Regions from separate parts of the Columba livia genome. Here region 1 is linked to region 2. Evidence: chromatin contacts called from public Hi-C data. All regions are on one chromosome and are shown on one strand. The core of a region is the stretch at or near the end of the contact, and the rest is flanking DNA. Distances in the headings are between cores, read along the strand shown. Region 1 overlaps KLF3 (KLF transcription factor 3). Region 2 overlaps LOC135579345 (a long non-coding RNA gene).

Region 1 (6,377 bases), core at 3,643-6,142, 150 kb before region 2:
CTTTCTGGGGGTGTGGTTTCATGTTACACTTAATATGATTTTATTGCAGGCTACTGCTGAAAGGGGAGGTCCCACTCCCTTGTCCTCGCCCCTTCCCTTGCTCTTGCACTGAACAGCTGCACAGTATGAGTCATATTAGCTTTCTGACCCAACCAAAAAATAAGGGTATTTTTTGTGGGTTAGCAATTCTGACTTTTCAATGAGCTGATCCAAAGGATCCCAGTCATTCTGTGGCCACACAACTGCTTCACGTCATACAAAGAAGACACAGCACTGGAAAGCAGAGAGGAATAGCCTGAACCTTCTATTTCTTCAGCAGGCTGCAGCTGAACAGGTGAAGTATATGTGAAACTGCTTCCTAAGGCCATATTACCCTGGCAGCCTAAACCATCACAATTCCTATTGTCCCCCTTCCAGCTACATGCTTGTCCTGCTTTGGCTTATCAGACTCTTCTCTGAGATGACCCTGTACACCAAGGTGACAGAAAATTTACCAAATAGAAAAGAAAAAGCTCCCTTTCCCCTTTTTTCCCCATTCCTCCTTCACCGTCCTGGCTCTCATCTATTCACACAGTAAGATAATGCGCCCAGCTTGCCCAGCAAAAAGCCATTGCTTTTTTTGTCGGGATTAATTTTCTGCTGCTCAGAGCATAAAGTTAACCCCACGCACGTGTTGCCAAAACCAAGAGACAACAGAAAAGGGGACAGTGAGAAGCTGTTCAATTAGCTCAAAGGTGTAACATCCCAAGCACAGGCTCCTGCCACTTCACTGTGAAGTCTGGCAACTTCATTTCAACTCAACTCCATCAGGAGTGTGGGCTGCAGAGATCGTATTTGCAGTGCAGTGTCTGAGGAGTACTTGGATGTCCTCTCTGCTCTGGGGGTGGGAGCACCCGCAGAGGTAATGGGGCAGGTCATTAGAGGCAATAAATTAATAAACTACAGAAAGGGTTTTCCTAGAATGTGAATTTGATTGCTCTAAGAGGAAAATATAGCTTCACAGCCTTTCTTAAGCTAGTCCAATTTAAAGGTGGAATTTAAAGGTAAAAAAACTGCAGGGTCATCACTAAGGCTAATATATTTTAAAAGTCTTACCACTGAAACAGGCTCCATGACTTCTTGCTTGATAGGGACTGGGTCAAACATTAGCATCTTCTTTATTCACCTGTTCTGATGCCTCCGTTGTCCTGGCCTGCAGGGGAAAGACACAATGTGAGAAAGCTGCAGGAATCCCCCATCAACTTTCTGAATCGTAGAGGACATGCTATTTCATCAGATTATTGTGAATATTTATCCATTTCTAGCACAGCTTCTTAAACATTTGACTGGGCTTTGTTTAAATATTTCAGTTATTTTAAGTTTATTATTTCCCAATTGCTAGTGAAACAAAGGGACATCTGCTCACTTTAATGAAAGTTAATTTGAATATTTATTGTGCATGTCAGGATACCACGATCACAGAATTGCCACTTCCATTAGCTGTCAGTGCGTAAACACATCACCCTTTAGACTAGGCATTTCTCATCGGCATTTTACTCCAGAATAATCTTATTTATATTATACAAGTGAACTGATTCTGGGGAGGTCATCTCTTTTCTAGGAGTCCTGATAGAAAAGTAGAAACTTTCAAGTATAGTGACATTGAAATCAATGCAAAAGAAAGACTAAAATCCAAGACTACTTTGGAGAGGTATATTCAACACGTTGCCATGTCCCAACATAAAAAATACCTCAGTTACTTCCCTGAGTTAATAGATTTACTGACAATTCAACAACAATTTGTTTTAACTGTGCAAAAAAAAAACCACTTCAAAAATCTGGCTGTGTGCCATACAGATTCAGTTGTTTTACTCTACAGAGAGTTCAACCTCATTTGTCCAGTCCTAGCTTATCTAAAAAGCACGTTGTGACCATGCACTGTACGGTTCACAGCCCTGCCTGGCAGTGGTATGACCTCCTATAGAGATGTGAGGACAAAAAAATTACATAAATGCAGTTTTGGCCAGTAGATGGCACTGGAAATAAACGAATCCAGCCAGAAACGTGGCCCAGCAACTGCACCCTGTGGAAGTAGGGCAAAGGCTCAACAACAGATTTGTAGTTGTGGCCAGAACATTCTCCCAGAAATTTAAATGAAAACTTTAAGACATACCTGCTCAAAGAAAGACAATTCTAATAAGCATACACTAGTGAACGCTAATGAACCATCGCGCATGTTTACAGACAAAAACTTGTTAAGAGCTTCCAGAAATAGGTAGTGTGATTTGTTACTAGTCTATCATTAATTATTCAAGTATATTAATAAAGATTTATGGAAATACATTACAACAGTGTACATTTTGAATAATGACATGTAAACAAGTATGAGGTGAAGTATCTTCATAATAATTCTTACAAAAGTCAAAGGCCTGACAAAACCAAATCGCAAAAAAAAAATTAAACAGAGCAGCTCAATGTAATTTCCAGTTTAAACTTGACATGTAGCTTTATTTTAGAAGCTGTTGTGTAAGATCATACTATTTCCTAAAAGTTGCGATAATTTTGTAAATACTTTAAGCATGTTTGTGAGAAGGTTTTAATTATACTATTTTTCTTTGAATGGTTCTCTTTGGCAGGTTTTTACCATTTCACATAGCTAAAACTAATGTTTCAGAAGACTATCTTCCGAGAAATATATCTAGATATCTATGCATTAAATATATATGTATATAGATGTATATATATGTATCTATGCATCTCACACATGTTCCTACACATATCCATGCATTGTGAAAAAAGAAAAAAAACTTATGCTTTTAGACATAAAAAATGTTTACAGTAAAATGTAGCCTCTCAGACCTCACATATAAGAACTTGGAAATACTTTCTTTTAGGTTTCCAGAAACTTTCAATTTTAGTTTGTAAGTGCACAGATAAAGTGACACATCAATTTGTACTTTAGTGAAGAAAGAGAGAGGAGAAAGGAGAGAGCAGAGAAGAGAGAGGAGAAGAGAGGTTTGTCCTAAGTAAGCAGTCATGCTCCCAGGTTATTCTTTTTGTCATTTTTATTGTTTTAAAATTGGATTTTCTTTGGTTTAAGAGTTACTTTGGTTTAAGACTCCTTTTCACTTTTTGCTCCAAGAAAGTGTGTCAAAGACATTTAATACACATTTCACGTCATGCTACACATTTGAGTGTTTCTTGTTAATTTGTATCCTGTGCTGAATAAAAGTGAAAAGTAATTCTCAGTCTTTCTCAGGTGCAGTCATCTAAGAACAGCAGGGGCAAACATTGCTTTTATTGCTGCATCATAGCAGAGAAATTGAGCTCTTCTTCATCATGTTAGTCTTAAGTGGTACGTTCCTTTTCCCCATTTGATAATGAATGAAAACCATTTTTCAAGAATTAATACATAACTCTTGGTCCTGTCCGTCCAGATCAGAGGGTCAAATACTTATTTGGTGGAAACTAACAGAGTTGCTAGAGAGTCAATATAACCAGCTTTGGGTCTGGTATAAAAATTTAGCTCAGTAGGAGACTTTCCTGAGGCTGCAAATAAACTCACAAAACAACTATTTTTGTATTTAAAAACAATGCTCCAAATTGATTGCTTGCACCACATTCACAAGCAAATACATGCATGTACAGTCAAACAAATAAAGCATGCTACTGCTACTAAAAAGTCAGTAGTTTTTCCTAATCTGTTTGTAAAATCATGCCTACTAACTCAAAAAAACCCAATCTCTCTCTCCTAAACATTTGAGAAGGGGGTGATAGGGAAGGTAAACAGTCTTATCTGTTTCTATTACAAAGGAATGAAAAAACAGTTGGGTTCTACTTTATACATGGATTTCATAATGTACTCGTCTGAAAGCCCACAAATTGTTTAGTAAATACAACTAATTTCTGGAAAATCAAAATACTGTCTTATTCCTGAAGTGCCCTGGAAAAAACAGTGAGGAGATAATATATTCATATCAAGCATATTAAAAAAGGGCCTTTGTCTTTCACATTACTAGATAAACTATTTTGCATTAAAGGTTTTTTTTCATGTGAGTTGAAAGACTTTAGAATGCATGTAATCTGAAACTAAATAATTAACTACAATCCAGTAGGCAAACATTCCACCCTCTCTCTTTTTTTTTTTCTCTCCCTCTCTTTTTCTGCTAACAAGCCACCCAGTTTTACTTTCTTGCCTCCTCCCATCCACTCCACCCTGTGGATCTCTGCCAAGTCAGTCCAACTTGTCCAAACAGGACACGGCTTTTGATAAGATTTTGCTCACACCCTGTACTTCAGAAAGACAAATGAAGCAATTGGTATTTGTATGCAAATAAGGACAGGTGCAAGGTAAAGTCCAGGCAAAGTCCCTCAGTGTTTTCCTATCTGAAGTCCAGTGAAGACAGCAAGCCAGAAAAAGCACAAACTCTGCCCTTATGATCCAATATGCAGTGAGGTATCCCTTCCAGAAGGAAGCTCATCATCAGTAGCGCTCATCGCCTTGTTAGGATTGAAGACTTCTTGATATTAACTTCCTGACAGGTATGGCTTACTGTTTCAGAGACATAATTAAGAGTAAATGAAAGCCTAAGGTACTTAACATGTATTCTGACAATAAGGGCTTGTACAGATTATTTATCCTGGATGAAACAGGCAAAGCGGTTAAAGAATGCACCCAGGCTACACATCTGCACTGCAGAGCAGCTGGAGAAGAGCAACTGCATTGCAGCTACTCCCAGCAGCTCTGTGCACCCACCTTCAGAGCCCACCAACTCCGCAGACTTGGTAGGAAAGGCTGGGGTGCAGGGCCAGTTGTGACTGTGCACATCCAACAGCTACAACGCCTCCCTCTAACATGAAGCCTTTGCTCCCTTTAAATACCTGGAAGAGCAGTCAGTGACCTGCCTCTTGGTGCGGACACGGGGGTGGTGAGCATCAATTCTGTCTCTCTTCACCCTGCATGAAAGCGTGCACAGAGTTTGCTTTCCCGGTCTTTGTGCCTGGGGGAAGCAAGAAATGCTGCCCCGTGGTACAGTGAGGCTTTGTCTAGAAGCTTCAACGTATGACTGTTATTGTTGGTGTAATTACAGAATAATATATAAGCACTGCACGAGCACTCTCTGCAAAGACACTGCAGCTCTTGCAGCACTGTTGGTATCATCTAGGAGCCAACATCAGCCATGTGGCCAAAGCTCTTCACTCCAAGCCCTTTGGGACTTGGGCGCTTGCTCTAAAACTCTAACTTCTCTGAGCCTCCAGTCAAGCTTCCCCTGATACTAAGGAGAAGTGATAATATCAAAAGACTCTCTACTGATGAAATTCAAAAGGTGGGGAGGTTATCTGAACCTGGGTGAGAAGTCTTCTTGAAAGAGTCTGACAAAGAAAACTCAGTTTCTGAGAGCAGAATTCCCTGGAAAAAAGTACGAAAAGCTGTTTTCCAGGGCTAGTAACAAGATGCATCTGCACTTAACTACACCAGTTGCTCATCGAGACCTGAGTCAGCAAAAAAAGAAGAGTGTTTCTAAATGTCTATTAACTTTAATGGGAAGTCAGCAAACGCTTCACTGCACTGGGCCCCAAAATAGCAGCAGGCAAAGAAACTCCAGCCCAGCAGTGAGACTGGGTCAGAGCCAGCAGGAGCAGGGGAAGGAGCAGCAGCCCAGACACTGTGCTGGGGGAAGGGACCAGAGCAGCCGGCCAGTGAAAAACAGAGCGGGGGGAATCATGAAGAACTACTACCGCAAGATGTTCCACTGATTGGCAGCCTTCTGTGTCTGTTTATTCAATGGGTTCGCACTGAGAAATGGTAATAATGGTTGAAAAAGCTAGGATATCATGCAAAAAGAAATGGTACCTGGGCAAAAAAAAAATTCTGCTTCAAGTTTTACTTGATAGGCATGAAAAAAAGAATATTTCTATAGGATTCTGCTATTTAGTATTTTAAACTATTTTTGCCTTTCATTCACTTGCAATCCTTCCTCCTTTCATAACTGCAAGCAGGCTGAAAAACGCAGGTTTTTTTGCACAACTTGTGCATCCTAACTTTACCAATGTCACTCTGTTTGACCTAGAACTGCTCTGACGAAATCATTTATCAGCTGTGTAGCAGACCAATCAGTATTTCCATTAAATTTATGATAATACTGTTGCAGGCTCTTTGAAGCCGCGTGCCTGGAAATGGCTTTCTTGTATGCAAAAAAATTTGGGCAAAAAAGTTATTGCAGTACTCATTAAAAAACCATCTCCTTTACCAAGGAAAAACGGAGCCCATGTAAACCCTGTTCAACCTTCCGTTCTACATTCACTGAACCTAAGGGAGGAAGAAAGAAAAGCTCTTGAGGCACCTCCATTAGACAATATTCTCCCTTATCAGTGCAGGCTGCTGTCTGGTTTCCTGT
Region 2 (6,818 bases), core at 3,569-6,068:
CACATTTCACAGCACACGGGTGCTACAGTTGAGGCATTCAGCTCATCTTCATGTCTCTGACCTAGTGCAGAGGGGTCAGCTGGCTGAATAGGCCCAGAGCAGATGAAGCCAGGATGCACTCAGCACAGCAATTGAGGGAGTGGTTTTTCAGCGCCTTTCACAGCAACGGGTTGTGCTGGGGGTGCAGCTTGCAGCTGGCCAGCTGTGCTGCTCCTGTGACCCATGGATGCTCACGATGCATCAATCTATCTTACACACCACCAACGGGAGCTCAAGCAGACACCCTCATGCTGGTTTACGTGCGGACAGCAGTGCAGAGCACGAGCACAGAGCTCTGCTCCAGCTGTGAAGTCCTGCAGAAACAGGCGGATAGCCTGTGGTAAGCCAAGCCATGAGGTTATGTTAGGCCACAGTTCCTTTTCCAATCCCATGAACAGCCTGAGAAATTTTATTCATCTCATCCTCTCCCTGGTCTCTGCATGGTCCCTTGCACAGGCACAGCTCAGGATCTCACCGCACGTGTCCTCGGCCGAGTAAGCTCAGCTGGAGCAGTTTAGCATTTTCCAGAGGTGGTGTCTGCTCCACCCCACCAAGCCCTTTGCTCTGCAACAGAAGGTGTGAACAAGGCAAAACCTGGAGGGCCTCCAGCCTGTGCAAGCTGTGTTCCAAGGTGGTCTTCCTGCAGAACACATAGGCGGAAACACAGGTGATTAATCTAGGAGACCAGACTGTTTAAATCAATTTAAATCCTGTCTCAGTGGTGCCCAGCAGCTCGCACCTGTTGATGCTTTTCCCAAGTCACCCTCTGGCATTACCAGTGTTACTCTCCTCCATGTCTGCCAGTCCTGCTCACACCAAAGGTGAAGCCGGAGACTTTCTGGGCACTGCTGGGTGCAGCTGGGCTCCCCTCGCCCTGGCCCTGCCCTTCTCTTCTCACATGTACCGCAGGGTGCAACAGCCCCCACGCTAGCTCGGGGTGTTTGATGCCCTGGGGTCCCTGCCCTACCTCTTGTCACTCACCAGTGCTGCACATATTCCTCTTGTTCTGTGTGAGAAAGTGTTAGCCTCAGGGCCCTTGGGGCTGGGTGTTTTTGTTGTTGCTTTGAGTTTTTTTTTTTTAGAAATACATAGATTTGGACAAAGCAAGTTAATTACCTTTTGCTGAAAATAAGCAGTGATTGCAGTGCAGAGGTAGCAGCAACATAAATCTGTGGTCATTTCATTTTAGGGTTCACTGTTGCAAGAACAGCTAAATATTTCAGCTTTCTAAAGGTAACGGTATGTTCAACCGTGCTCTGTTTAGACCATACAGTTTGCACATTTAATATACAGTCAAAAGTGAAAACTACAGTTTAAAGACTTCAGTGGCACGCAGATTGCTGCTTATTCATTTATCTTAGCACCACCACCTCCAACTCGGTCATATCTGTCAATGCTTCTGCTACTACGGTTCAGCTTCTCCCTCCTGGCTCTGTGCCACTGTGCTCTGCAGCCTGGCTGGCAGTTTGCACCCAGGGCAGGCAGGGCAGTTCAGGGCTTGGGGCGGTGCAGAGGGGCCAAGGGCCTTCCAACATCCATCTCCCTCGTGCCTCTGCCTTTGCAGAGCAGGGTGAGCCCCAACAGGGCCATTTAAACTCTTTCTTTATAGAGGGAGAAAAATGGGATGTCTTCTCTAAAGCTTTTGAAATCTGAAAGTGAAAAGCTCTATAGATGAGCAGAGAAATGGAATAATGCTTTCTAACTAGCTGTTTTCTAACAGAGAGCTGTAAGATTGCCAGGATTTTAATTTCAGACGATAAGTGGAAACAGTGAATTTTTTTTCTGGATAAGAGTCTACTAGATTGCCAAATTAAAACAACCAGTATTAAATTAGATTTCATAATATTGAGAGATTATGAGAACAATAAGGGTGCAACACAACAAAACCAGCTGATAACACTTCAACTTATACAAGAACATCTACTTTGCTCAGATCTTTTTCTCAATAAGAGGAAAAATATCACCAAAACAGACTTTTCCTGTTCACTACATAGATCATGAATTAATTTTCCAGTAAAAAAACAGCTCTAACACAACTCAAGTGCATCCTTTTTCTTAGCAGGCTCTGTGTTCTGGGCAATGGTGAGTTACCTGGGGAGGCACCACGTGTGCCTACGAGCTCACCGCTCAGCCAACAGCAGCTCCATTTCCCAGCAACCTCAAACAGGTTCTGCCGCTCAAACCTGGCTCAGAAGAGAACTGTGGGGTCAAGTACTGGCCTCACCCCTGGGAAGAAAATTCATCCACTGCTAAGGACATGTGACATGTTCTGTCTCAAAACTAGCAGGTGCAAATTAGGAAAAAGAGAAAGAAAAAAAAACAAAAAATAGTTTTTTCCAGGTCTCTTGCATGTTTTGTCTGTGAAAAGCACAGAGGTTGCTCTGCTGACAGGCTGGAAGCCACTAGTGTTGTGTAAGGTTGAGTGGACCTTGTGGGTTACTGGGCTGTCACTGAGTACGGACAGAAAATTGTTCTGTGGATAGAAGATGGGTTGGCCAGAGGCTTTTCTGAAAGTTTGTTCTGCAAAGAGCATCAGAAATGCTGCTGTGTTCAGATGATCTGCAACATGAAGAAACTAACTCTTCCCATAGCTAGAGGCTCTCGATGGTCTCAAAGGTCATAATCATGTAACATTGATTACGTTGTTAGTTATCAGGGCAGCTGTTTGTGACAAAAGACTGTGCTAAAATCAAAATATATCCCACAGTCTCCAAGTCTTAGTGTGGTAACAGGAGACTGGATAACCAGGATGAGCTCATCCTTCTCAGGTAAATCTAGTCCTTAACCTTCAGTCCTGCGCTTGCTGAGACCATACTTGGATGGAAACCAGAGGTAGTTTTGTGTGAGACAGCACCATTTAGCACCTTTAGAATTAACAATACTTTGTGTTTTTTAGCCAAGGTTCTTCTGGCCAGCACGCTTGCTAGTGGGTTGGAGGACTGAAAGAGAAACAGCCATGAGAATGTGTTTTTGGTGAGCAGGTCAGCAAAAGCCTCCAGGGTAACCAATGGGTTGTGGATGTCATAAGAGCACGCGTGTCTCACCTTCATTCAGTTCCGATTTTGCAGCTTCCTATCTGGACAGTTGAATACAATCTGAGCCCCAAAGGTCATCACATGTGTTATCGGGGATTAAAACTATTACCTCTCATTGTAAGTTTGGCCTCTCTAGATAAGGCAGGGGCGCAGCAACTGGCAATGGGCAGGTGCCCTCAGGAGGGTCTGCAAAGTCTGCGCTGAGAGCGAGATACTCTCTCATGTCTCTTGAGAGTGCTATAAACCTTTGTGTCTCTGATTTAAAGCAAAAATGACAGTTTTCTATGTTCCCACCAGGATGAAGTGAGCAAAGAGTACCAAACAAGGAAAGTAATGTACATTTGAAGCAGAACCGTTACATTTGCCTCTCTCAATTCAAATTGCTCCGTTCTGTAACTGTACCTATAGCCATAATCGTCTCTGTAGCCAAGGCCTGAATAATCCTTTAACAGCAATTAATATAATGGCATTGCAGAACTACCAAAATCAGGAATCACTACTTTAAATCACACCTGTATTGTTTTTTTCCTGGTGGTATCTTTCTTATTCTTTTCATCTAAGGGAAAGGTGGAAAGTCTTTTTTTTCTAAAATTTGCTTTATTACAAAAAATAAAACTAGCCCAGGTGAACTTTGAAGTACATGTAATTGAGTCTCATGTGATCAGAGGATCCAGTGTTGACAGGGACTCTCTTCTTGAAGTAAGTTAAGTGATGGTGTTCTCAGCCAGTGCTAGTGGAAAGCATGGTATTGTCTGCAAATAGCGTCATTCCACTTTTAATTTGTAATGCTGGTGAATAACTTCTAAGAAACAAACAGACCTAATTTTAGGTTAGTGCTTACAATACTGCAGTTTAGAACTATCAGCACAGTAAGGCAGAATTTAATACAAGAGAGTTCACTGAATATCATGCTGTATCTTAGTATAGAAGCTGGAAACCTTAGGTCAAGATCTAAGGTGGAAACCCTATTTAGCCTTAATGCTGCATGCTATTTAAAGACTTATTAAAACATTTTCCAGAGCTGCACTGGCCTAAGATATTACCTGAGAGCAGACCTGCAGCTGCCTGCTTGCAGCACATAAAGGAACTGTGTTTCTCCTAGCGGGGCATGTGGGCCTTTTTTTGTTTCACAGAGGTTGTGTTTTGCCGAATGCAGATAAAGGTAAATCATGTTTCTGTGATAGAGGCCACCCTCTGGTCCCATCTCTGCAGCCTACATTCACTGTAAATAGCCAGGTGCTGGTTCCCTGACCTGTTTTTCATCACAGTGGACTAATACTGCCAGAAGCCCCACTGCAGCAATGGTCTCCGGTGTCACTGCCCAGCACCACCAGCACTGCACAGCAGCTCTGCACGGAGCCATGAGACCCATGGCAGTGGGCGTGAGTGGCTGCAGGGCCTGCCCAAAGCCTCTGTCACACCTTCACCGCGGCTCAGGTATTGTCTGAACATGCCAGGCCAGCCGAACAAAGCCCCGGGAGGCAGGAGAAGAGGAGCACAGCTGCTCCTTTACCCCAAGGAATGCACTGGTGGAGCTGGCGAGGCTTTCCAGTACTGCTGCAGAAATAGTCTTTTGCTTCTCTGTCTCCATGGCCATAAAAGGAGGAGAGGAGTATTTTTCTACTTACCGTCAAAACTGTGGCTAGAAACAACTGAAGGATTTTGAGCCGCTGAGCCACAATGGTGGGTATTAGATAAGAGCATAAGGCAGAGATCACTCTGCTCATTTTCTGCATTCTCTGTCAATACTTGGTTTTAGACATTTTCAAAGTTGTTTTCATGAACCAAGACTTCTGTGATCATAATAATCACAGTACATACAAAGTTTTCATCAAAACCTTTTCTAACCAAAACTGATTTTGTAATAAAAGGAAACTCTTTTCTTCCCCAAATCATCCAAAAATCACTTATTGGACAAATCTCATGGATTCCACGTCCTTTTAAACTTGTTGGCAGAGAAACACCTTTCGACACAAATGTTCTGAAACAACATTGCCATCTAGTGGAGAATTTGATTCACCACTGATGTGAATTCCGTCATGCAGAAATAGGCACTTTGTGACTTGCACAAATGCAGAATTAGGAAGTGAAATATTCATTTTGAAAATCAATGCCTGGAGTTAACTGACAGCTTTAATTGAAGAGTAAAAGAGTCTTTGAGTCATATTGTAGACCAGTAATATTAAAACTATGCTAAATGCAGGAAATGAGTACAAAATTATCTAGATGAGTTTTAATTCCCTAGGATTTTCAGAAGGAAACATTGTTTGATGTTCACTCTGGCAAAGCAGCCAAATCTGTATCTGGAAAAGAGATAACAAAATTGCAATTACTTTCCATATACAAATGATGTAACAATTGGAGCCTGAATTTAATCAATTCAAATCAAACCCAAATCCTCATCTTTCAGGTTGGTGTAAATGGAAATCTGGAGGCAGACTCAGCAACGTGATTTCTTTTGGAAACTTCACAAGGACCCACCAGCTGTCTTTCACATGTTCATCCCCTTGCATGCGGGAGGTTTGATGCCTCTGGCCCCAACCGCTGTGCAGCACTTTCACGTGTGCGGGACAGAGTGGGACAGCGGTGGCAGGTCAGGGCTGCTGGTTACAGGGCTGGTGGTTACGGGGCTTTTGCTTCCTGCGCCCCCGCCCTGCCCTTTTTACAGTTTCTCTCCGATGCTCTGTCTGTTAATTGGTTTCTCTAACACGTCCCACCAGCTGCCTCCCCTGCCCTGCCTTTGGCACGACAGCAGCACTCCAGCGGGGTCTCCACAGCAAAGCACAGTCCTAGGAGCGTGCAGGACCCTCTCAAAGTTGTCTGGTCTCATCTATGTCATCCCTGTCTTTCCATACTTTTTTCCTCAATTGCCACATTTACTTCAGCATTGTAGCTGAAGCCAGTTTGCAGTTCTGTACTTGGCTAGCTCATCAGTCCCCTGTGGCCTAAACCCCTCTGATTTAGGCAAAAGTTAACTGTCGGGAAAACACACCGTTCTCCAGAGACACTAACTTCATACAGCACTCAAATGCCAAACTAGGAAGTTTATAGAAGAATCAAGGTCAATGAAGGCTTTTTAACCCACCTGTGGTTAGGGCCACCTGTAGAAGGTGTCTGCCTGGAGCAACACGCACGTGGGAAGGGCCACACCAAGAATTAGGTTCAGCTCCTCTGCTCTCCTGATTTTACTGTACAACACCTGGTGTCATTTAGGAAAACTACATCTCATAGAAGTTGATATCCGGAGGAGACAGAAGCTTTCTGCACAGCACAGCACTCAGCAGCTTGCACAATACTGAACAACAGCATTACAGCACCTCCTTCGCTTAGGGTCACAATCGCTGCTTTGCTTTGGAGATTAGAGGCTTAGGTCTTAAACTTCAAGGGTAATAAACACATTAAAAAAGTAACTCAGCAACAACAAAGGAACTCCTCCTCCAGAGGCAGTTTGTTATCTGAGGTAGGAATAATAAGGGTACCATCCTGTTCCTGTTGGAATAGTTGATTAAATTCCCTCCTGGGGATAAATTTAGGTCCTTTAATTTCAGGCACTAAAGGAAAAGTAAAATGAAAGAATAATGACAAAAAAGTTTACATCTCTGCCAAAAGTTTTGTGGGTTTTCTTGTTGAAATCAAATTTATCCCCTTCCTGATAAGACACAGCAGGGTAATACTTCACAATGTTGGTGTTCCTTCCCTTACTCAGGAGTGTCCAACTCATTTTCACCGGGGGACACATCAGCC

The links. Hi-C and Micro-C count contacts between places; a contact is called where the count stands out from the background.
Region 1: a Hi-C map of liver shows a contact between it and region 2, with 6 times the contacts expected there. The contact joins two enhancer-like sites. A contact is called at or near these places in 2 of 2 Hi-C or Micro-C datasets (crop and liver).

Annotation. Positions count from the first base shown.
Region 1 is chr4:24,328,871-24,335,247 of bColLiv1.pat.W.v2, reverse strand. KLF3 (KLF transcription factor 3) reads right to left here. Exons shown (of 7, transcript XM_065062642.1): 3 at 1,096-1,192. The coding sequence starts at 1,152. Among named protein-coding and RNA genes, the nearest start is that of KLF3, 8.8 kb to the right of the region's middle. Within about 2 kb of position 4,892, at least 1 of the 3 cell types and tissues checked has an H3K27ac peak away from gene starts, as active enhancers do.
Region 2 is chr4:24,177,196-24,184,013 of bColLiv1.pat.W.v2, reverse strand. All of the region lies in intron 2 of LOC135579345 (a long non-coding RNA gene), which reads left to right. Among named protein-coding and RNA genes, the nearest start is that of TBC1D1, 120 kb to the right of the region's middle. Within about 2 kb of position 4,818, at least 1 of the 3 cell types and tissues checked has an H3K27ac peak away from gene starts, as active enhancers do.